Regions from separate parts of the Mus musculus genome. Here region 2 is linked to region 1. A link is a contact called in public promoter capture Hi-C data. All regions are on one chromosome and are shown on one strand. The core of a region is the stretch at or near the end of the contact, and the rest is flanking DNA. Distances in the headings are between cores, read along the strand shown. Region 1 has its middle 42 kb from the start of Klhl31. Region 2 holds the start of Fbxo9 (f-box protein 9).

Region 1 (4,247 bases), core at 361-2,860:
AGCTTTGGAGGGAGAGGTACAACTTAGACAATTTCTTCCTCCCTCCTTCCCTCCCTCCCTCCTCCTCCTCTTCCTCCTCCTCTTCCCCCCCCCCCCACCTATCCTATGCATTTCCTGATACGTTGGGCGTCCATTCTCTTTCTCTAATGCTACCTACCTCTCACATCCTACCTTGTAGCTGCTTTTTCATCATGTGTCTGATTTCCATGCCAGCTTACATTGAAATCCATGCTTGAGTTCTTTTACTAATAAGACTAAGATTCCCGAGGGGGAATCCTAACCCCTGTAATCCCATGGTCAGTTCAGACTTAACCTGCTTCTTCTCGCCATAACTTACAGCGCCCCTAGTGGGGAAAATGTCCTAGGAAATTGAAGCAGCCTGCCCTGCCCCCTAGTGGCGATAGCCTAGAAGAACATCTGTAAAGACTAGCTGGGAATTATCGCGAGTTTCTCAACCTACCCTGTCATTTTACCTTTAGTTTGGTATATATATTCACACACGCACACACACATGAGAAGCTGTGTGTTTGAGAAAAGGCTTGTTGCCATTCTAATGGGGTTAAATTTTCTAATAATGTTCCACATTCTACTTGACATGAGTTCTTTTCCTGTCCTAGATTTCCCACCCCTGGTGCTAGCACACCTGGGCAAAATGGGGCTCTGTAGTTTCCAACACTGTAGTCTCTCGGAGCAAATGCTCAAATAAAATTCTATAGTAATGATCTAACAGCAAAGTAGCCTGCTATGGTCCCCGAGTTTAATCAGGCTTACTTATAGAAAGTTCTTTTAGCGTCTGCGTTTCACTGATACTGATTGGAATGGTGGTGACATTTGCATCTTATACAATTATTTCGTGATTGGCTCCTCCATACTGCCGACACACTGGAATGCTGTTGCCAGGAAAGACTGTCAAACTCAAAGATTACCCATCCCGGCAGCTTTTTGGAATTTACCTCCTGTCACCTGTAATCTGCTGATAAGACAAAGAGACATTCTGATGTCTTTTTTTTTTTTTAATTTTAGTTTTATTTTAAATTTATTTTTTACACTCCATATTCCATTCCCCGGCCCCCATCCACCCACCCACCCACCCTCCGACTGATGTCTTTTTAAATATATGGGGGGGGGGCAGGGGACTGGAAAGCAAAGAGCACCGCATCCACAGAGAGGTAGAGTGGTCCTATTGCCTGGTAACAGTGCTGTTCTTTGGTGACGACATTTTTCTTTGTGTTTGTTTTGCAAGTTGCAACTGTCTTCAAACTGCAGTCACATTTTGAGACCCAATAATATGGTTGGCAGCGTAATTTGTAGTTACAGGGTCTTTTACAAAATGATGATATTTAAGATTATCACGCAATTAGGGCAAAGGAAAATAGTGCTCATTCTCCGAGCTGAGGATGGGCTGCGAGTCTGGGTTCTAATTAACCCAGCAGTTGATTCACTGTTGTTTCTGTAGCTTGGGAAAGTGATCATGACAGTCTATATTCCCAAGCTGGCCTGATAAAATGTATGCCTGTTTACTGGATTCTGTTTGCCTCGCACACAGCTGGGAGAGAACATGTTTTTCTCCCCCAATAAATGTGTACAGCACCGCCCCTGGAATTATGCAAGTTTCCGCAGATAAAAGCAACCAGCCAGGCATTTTGAACAAGCACAGAACAAGTACAAATAGCAGTGAGGCTTAAGAGAGAAAGCGCTATTTCCAGTGCTAGGTAACAATAGACGCATTAAGAGCCCTGGCGAGCTAGAAGCAGGATAGGCGGGACGAGAGACCTCTTGCTCCACATTGTGCCTTCTGTTTGTGGAGTTAAGGCTTTAACTCCAATGCTAATATGGAAAAGAAGTCTGCTTGGGAACTGCAGGTTTCTGCCTTGTTCCAGGCAACCAGAGATTAAAAAGAGTTGTGAATTCCCTTCCTGGTATAGCTGTGGAGCTGCAGAGCCCTATGAAAAGAACCAAAAGGGGTTTGTTAACTGAGAGAGGCAGAGATAGAGAGACAGAGAAAGACAGAGAGTGACAGAGAGACTGAGACAGAGGGACAGAGACAGGGACAAAGAGAGACAGACAGGGAAAGGGAGAGAGACAGAGACAGTCAGAAAGTGGGGAGAGTGAGAGGCAGGGAGAGAGGGAAAGAGGAGGGGGGAGAATGCATAGCATTTGAAACCTCAAAACCCACCCTCCGTGATATACTTCCTCCAGCAAGTTCATAGCTCTTAAACCTACTCCAGTGTCACAAACTGGGGACCAAGTATTCAGAAGCTTGAAACTATGGAGACATCTTATTAAGCCACCACAGTCTGGTAATTGCTATTTAGTGCTTCATGTAGGGTTGGGTTCTCTTGGGCTCTTCTTGTCCATGATGAAATACAGATGAATGGATAGTGTTACACAGACACACACACACACAGACACACACACACACAGACACACACACACACACCATGCACCATGGATAAACAGATTTGATCTTACTTATACCATTTAGCACTTTTTAACTTTCTGAATCTGTTAAGTCAAGCTTTTAAAAAACTTGTAAAGCAAGTCGGGTGTGGTGGCATACGCCTTTAATCCCAGCACTCGGGAGGCAGAGGCAGGCAGATTTCTGAGTTCGAGGCCAGCCTGGTCTACAAAGTGAGTTCCAGGATAGCCAGGGCTTAGTCATATTATATTCAAATATCGACATCCCCTTATATTATCTGTCTGGGGCATCTCTCAGGCATCCTTTCCATCTTGGTCCCTGAATAATCTTTTAGTTAGCTAATACTCACTTTGTTCTTCCTTATATACCTGTTGAGTGTCCACAAATGCGTATTTCATTTATCAGCATTGTATTGGGCTATTTTCTGCAGTTCTGTTTTTCCTAATTTTTATTGTTTTATGTGCTTAGTCATTTTAGACTATTCAGTAGATACCTGACTGACCTGAAATTCCCAGACATTCATACATTCTGCCATGCTAGTGTGTGTGTGTGTGTGTGTGTGTGTGTGTGTGTGTGTGTGTGTGTGTGTGTGTTTTGAATGTTGCAGAGACTTGGATTATAGACCAGTGTCTAAGCCTCTGCCTGTGAGGCTCCTGTGAGCCCTGGATTAGGTTTGTGCTCCTTTAGAAAAGATTAACATTTGCTTCTGCCAAACAGCCCAAGGGTAAGAGTTCATTAATCCATTAATATGTCAGTTATTCAGACTAAGAGTTTTGAGTTCTGGGAGATAAACCGACATCCATGCCCAGGAAAGTCGTGATTGTGGATTATGGTGGAAGATGTTTTCCTCCAGTGGAAGCCAAAATGAGCTAAGCCAAGTGCCTGCTTCATCCCTCTCAGTAGATGATTCTTCAAGTATCTCTTGACCACAGAAAACAGCGTTATTCAAGAGTCCCCTGCAGGAATATTTCTTATAGCACTTGCATATTAAACTTAAAGGAGTGTTTGGCATAACTTATTCACCATTTCTAGTCATTCTATAATGTGAAACATATTCTATATTGTTAGAAATGGATGTTCTATGTGTGGCTTTAAGACAAAAATCTTAAAATAATTTTTTTTACCTAGGTTAGAGAATTTGGTTACGTGGTACAGTGATCATATTAGCTAATTAACAAACTAAAGAGAATTTGTCCTGGCTAACGTACTACTAACTCACAGATCTTGGTGGAAAGGGACCAATGCCACTAAGCGATGAGATCATCAAGCAGAAAATGGTACAAACTGAAGACACCTTGGAGATTCATTCATTCATTCATTCATTCATTCATTCATTTGTCAAGTATCCGATATATGCTTATAGCATGGACAGTGCTGGGATTCAGTTCCTTGTCATAGATCTCAATTTGAGCAGCAGACAAGGAACTGCGAATATTTAAATAACAAAGACGCAGAACCTGACAAAAGTGCAGAGAAATGTAACTTTGTGGGCAGGAGGGCCAGAGCGGGGAAACAGGGGAGGGAGAATCTTCTTTATGAGGACATAAGAATCAAAAGGTGTCCTAAACAACTAGAAAGAGCCCGTCAAGAAAAGCCACTTGAGGTGGGGAGGAGGGGCTCCCAGGTAGGAAAGAGGCAGTCCGGAGAAGAGCAGGCTGGAGGTTCACTCAGGGAGACTGTCTGCAGTGTAAGCTGGGAGAGTGGCAGAGAACCTGAATTATAGGCCGGAGCAGGCAGAGGGTCTGAAAAGCCAGAAACTGACATTGCCTGAGTTGGCCCCACATGGGGCTTGAATCATCTCTTCCTCATTCTCTAATCTGCAACTCCC
Region 2 (4,439 bases), core at 329-2,828, 510 kb before region 1:
TAATTTAAATTTGGACACAGACAGCACCTCAAGAACTAGGAAAACTAGGACTGGCGAGTTGTAAAACGGGAAACAGCCAGGAGGATGAGACTGAAGCAGAGAAACAGGCGTGGAACACGACCGGAAGGGGAACTTCGGAGGACAAGGAAGCTCAAAGCTTTAGTTAAGGAATGTAAAAGCATTCTTGGTCTCTAGCTAGAAAAAGTTTACCTGGTTCTGCCTGAATCTCATGGTGGCTTCTAGGGAATGACACCCTAGATTCTGGAAGAAAAATGACATTGTCTTAAATTGATTTCACCTTCCTAGGGGTAATCCCATGGGCCAAGTCCCTGACCTATATCCCACTAGATTAGTCTATAAGGGAGGAGCCAAGGACAGTCTCCACCTAGAGGTGGATTCCATTATTTACAAAATCTGCCGAGAATAGGTGACAGTGCTCAGCCCTAAATGGGACATATCTATATCCACTCCCCAGCCCCCAGCTCCGGGAACATTAAAGAAGATGGGGTGGAGAGAATGTAAGAGCCCGGGGACAGGAAAGAGTGTTCCGAGATGCTGTCTTTTGGATATGTCACGACAGGTGTATTCATCAGCCTACTGAAATTATGATAATTTCTACAAAATCAGGCCCAAAAGATAAGGCAATATTCCAGCATTAACTGGACTCAGTGGAATACAAACTAACTAAATAGACAACATACACAGGATTTGCAATTTCTTACTGTAATCAAGTTGCACCCCTCCCCTTTTACCTCCATGTCTTTGCCGAAGACGTACTTCATTTCTGAGCTCCAGAATAAAGTAGCACAATAAAATTTTAAGTTCTGTGAAGTCGGGTGAATGTAGCGTCCTGGCTGTTAGGTTCTAACACTTACAGAAACTCAATAAATGTTGTCTAAATGTCTGTCAGAGGCCAGGAAGCCCGTAAGTTTTGCTAGCATATGCCTGTAGGTGAAAAAGTTCTAAAATGTGCAATCCAAGTGCCTTCTATTGACGTGGAATCGGATGTTTGGACTGTAAGAAGTGGCACCGGGTTGGGGGTGGGTGGGTGTAAGTTCCGGCTCAACGTGGAACATTTGACTACAAATCCCAGCGTCCCTTGTAGTGTCCACTCCTTCAGGAGTCGGGTTTCAGGCCTTGAAAAGGGCCGTCCTTCCCCCGTTGTATTGTGGGATCTGTAGTTCGACGTGACTTGCGTTGGCTGTTACCACTCTCCGGCTGCACACATGAGCGTACGTTTTCTTCGGTTCAGAGTCTGTGGGGTTCAATGATTGTTGAGTTTTCGCTCTCTTTTCTCATTCTGACAGGGCACCCAGTGTCCAGGGCGCCTAAAGTACTGTCCCCTAATGTCCAATTAGGATCGACTCAGGGGGCTCTACTCCAAATTCAGGTTCAAACATTTTGAGCTAACGTCTGCTCCTTCCTGCCTGGGTGTTCTCAGCATCAAACAGGCGGGCTGAGTGAGGCGGGCCAGCTTAGCTCCACCGACGGCTGCACACAGTAGGCCCATCACCCTAGCTCGCGACGGGTGGCTGGTAGCCAAGCAGGCGGCGGCGACGGCGACGACGGCATTGCGCATGCGCGGCGCGGCGGCGCAGTTTCCGCAGCAGAGCAGGCAGCTCCGCCGCTGCGTCCAGACGTCTCCTGCTGGGCCGACGCTCAGCTCTTCGCTCGGTGCTCGGCCTCCGCTGGCGACCGGCGACCCCTCCGCAGCTCGAGTCCCCGGCCGCCGCAGCGCGCCTGCCTCCGGCCCCCTGTCCCGCGAAAATGGCTGCCGTACGCCGGGCCCGCAGTTATTGCCGCTGCCTGGTGCGCTTCTCCGACCGAGAACTCTGCTAAGCCGCGCTGCAGCAGACGGGCAGGAGTAGACACCGGGCAGCCGCCACCCCTCCGGGAGCCGGGCGCGGGAAGCCCCTCGACTGGGCCGGCCGCCGGCCAGCATGGTAACCGAGGAGGGAGGGCAGCAAGGGCCGGGTGGTGAGGGCAGGGTTTGACGGATAGCCGAGGAAAGGCCCGCTTCGGTCACTCCAGACTGTCCGAGCTGGGAGTCGGGTCTCAGGTGACCTGTCCTGGCTTCTGCACAAGGGAGGTGGCCCTGGCAAGCGGTGACACTTGTTGATCGCTTCTGTTCTGGCAGCCCGGCCCATAGATGATTTCGGGAGCTCCACGTTTGGGACGCACGCCCTCGAGGTGTCAGTGGCCCTGGTAGGATATTCGCAGGCAGTGCTGGCAAACTGGACTTGGAGGGATTCTTGCCAAGTTTCTTGATAGCGAGGGCCTAAGCCGCTTCTCTGCTGTGCGGACGGAGAGACTGCGCCAAGCTCCATGTGTGACAGCTCCGGTCTCACGGGACTGTTGCATGGAGTATGTAGGCTCTGCAGTGACTTAAGAAACTAGTTTCCGGCTAGGGCTGGATGATTTAAGAATGAAAGATACCAGACTGACTGGGAGAACACTCAAGTGGCTTTTTTTTTTTTTTTAACATGAATTGGCTGCAACGGTTTATTTTATGAAACTAGTCTGGTGCACAGAAAACACACTAATTGATTCTTCTTCTAAACTTTCAAAAGTAGTCCTCAAACCACGATTAAGCCCTTAACCTTCTTTATGTTCAGTTAATCTCATCTGCGAAGAAACTAACCCACTAAACTATACCATGATGCTTGAGTAATTTTCAACTATGAAAATACTGATGATTAACTAAGCTCCTGCTTATTTCAAGTGGGATTAAAATCGACTAAATGTAGTAAAATTCCAGTTCCTACTGTCAAAATCAAGGTTAACAATGGATTCTGTTCTGAGATAGGCATTCTGTATTCAACTAGTTATTTTTGAGCCTCCGACTAGCCTGGCATGGTGTGGGGTTTGGTGCAGTACCAGATCTTCAATATTAGCAAACCTATTAACTGTGATCTGTGATAAACTTTTAATCACATCTGAAAAGATGACCCAGAATTCAGAATCACTAATTCTCTTTACAGATCTCTCTCTCTCTCCCTCCCTCTCTCCCTCTCCTTAAATTAATGTTTTAAAGTGTGTGCTAGATTTATGTTAACTTGACACAGACTAGAGTCATCTGAGAGGAAGGCACGCCTCACCTGAGAAAGTGTCTCCGAAAGATCAGGCTGCAGTCAAGCCTGCAGGGCATTTTCTTAATTAGTGATTGATGGGGAGGGCCCAGCCCTTTGTGGGTGGTACCATCCCTTGGCAGGCCGGTCCTGGGATCTATGAGAAAGTTGGCTGAGCAAGCCATGCAGGAACAAGTCAGTAAGCAGCACACCTCCATGGCCTCTGCATCAGCTCCTGCATCCACCATTGTGTCCTGTTTGAGTTCCTGCCCTGATTTCCTCAGTGATGAGTAGTGATGTGGGAATGTAAGCCAAGTAAACCATTTCTTCCCCAAGTTGCTTTCGGTCATGGTGTTTCATCACAGCAGTAGTGACCCTAACTGAGACACCATGCCGTGTATGTGCAGGTGCCCACAGAGGCCAGAAAGAGAATTCCAGTGTGCTGCTGGACACGAATGCTGGGAACCAAACTCAGGTCCCCTGGAAGACTATCCAGCCCTCAACTGCTGAACCATCTCTCCAGCTCACAGATGTCTCTCCAAAGAAAGAGATCCCAGTATAGTGCTCACACTCAAATTCCTCCTAGCACATGAGAGTCTGAGGCAGGAAAATCACTGCAAATTCAAGGCCAGCCTGGTCTACATATCGAGTTTCAGTCCAGCCTAGGCTATACACAATGAGACCCTGTTTCAACTAACAAAAACTAATGATGCTGGTTTTTTTTTTTTTTTTTTTACCCAAAATCATGTGGTGCTTTTGGTCCTAAACGTACCAGCTGTGACAAAGATGTGCTCTCTGCCTTCGATACACTCTTTCTACTGAGGGAGACAAGTGATTTCAATAAGAATGTATTTGTAAGGTGACAGAAAACAGTTGGAAAATGCTGCTGACTGAATGTTGAAGTAGATGCAGCTAAGCAAGGAAGAAGGCAATCCAGGCCCAGAAGAGCAAGCAGCACACTGAGTAGCACTAACCCATTAGAGCCGGGAAGCTCTTCAGATCAGGCTAGCTTAGTCCGACTGCCCGACAACAGCAAGAGGGCTGTACTCCGTGGGACTCGGGTCCTCTCTTATTAGCTCTATTTAGGATTTGCAGTGATAACTCAGACTCTTAGATGTATACATCTCAGTGGGATCCATGCATTTCACAGTCTCCCTCTCATATTTCCTAGTAGATCAGTTTCTCATTACAACAAAATGCCTGAGATCATGCATACAGAGTTCGCTTTGGCTCATGATCTGGAGGATCAACTCCGGGATCCAGGTGGCCCCCTTGCTTTGCACCTCCCACACAACAGCACATCATGGCAGGAACTGTTCTCCACCCATCAGGCCAGATCCTACGGGTTCTCCCAACATCCAGGAACGCCAA

What was found. Promoter capture Hi-C pulls out the DNA fragments that hold promoters and counts their contacts.
Region 2: a promoter capture Hi-C map of hippocampal neurons shows a contact between it and region 1, with 2.2 times the contacts expected there. The contact joins the promoter of Fbxo9 here to the enhancer-like site in region 1. A contact is called at or near these places in 5 of 39 promoter capture datasets (the C10 cell line, embryonic stem cells, frontonasal cranial neural crest and 2 more), 1 of 484 Hi-C or Micro-C datasets (B cells), 3 of 115 datasets of contacts at active chromatin or transcription factors (astrocytes, embryonic stem cells and extraembryonic endoderm stem cells) and 1 of 9 other capture datasets (liver).

What each region holds. Positions count from the first base shown.
Region 1 is chr9:77,592,679-77,596,925 of GRCm38.p6, reverse strand. No RefSeq gene overlaps it. Among named protein-coding and RNA genes, the nearest start is that of Klhl31, 42 kb to the left of the region's middle. Within about 2 kb of position 1,610, at least 21 of the 459 cell types and tissues checked have an H3K27ac peak or open chromatin away from gene starts, as enhancers often do. A contact at or near this core is called in hippocampal neurons, where this site is marked.
Region 2 is chr9:78,105,795-78,110,233 of GRCm38.p6, reverse strand. It overlaps Fbxo9 (f-box protein 9), which reads left to right and starts at 1,578. Exons shown (of 13, transcript NM_023605.2): 1 at 1,578-1,943. The coding sequence starts at 1,941. It also overlaps a transcript of Cilk1 not described here.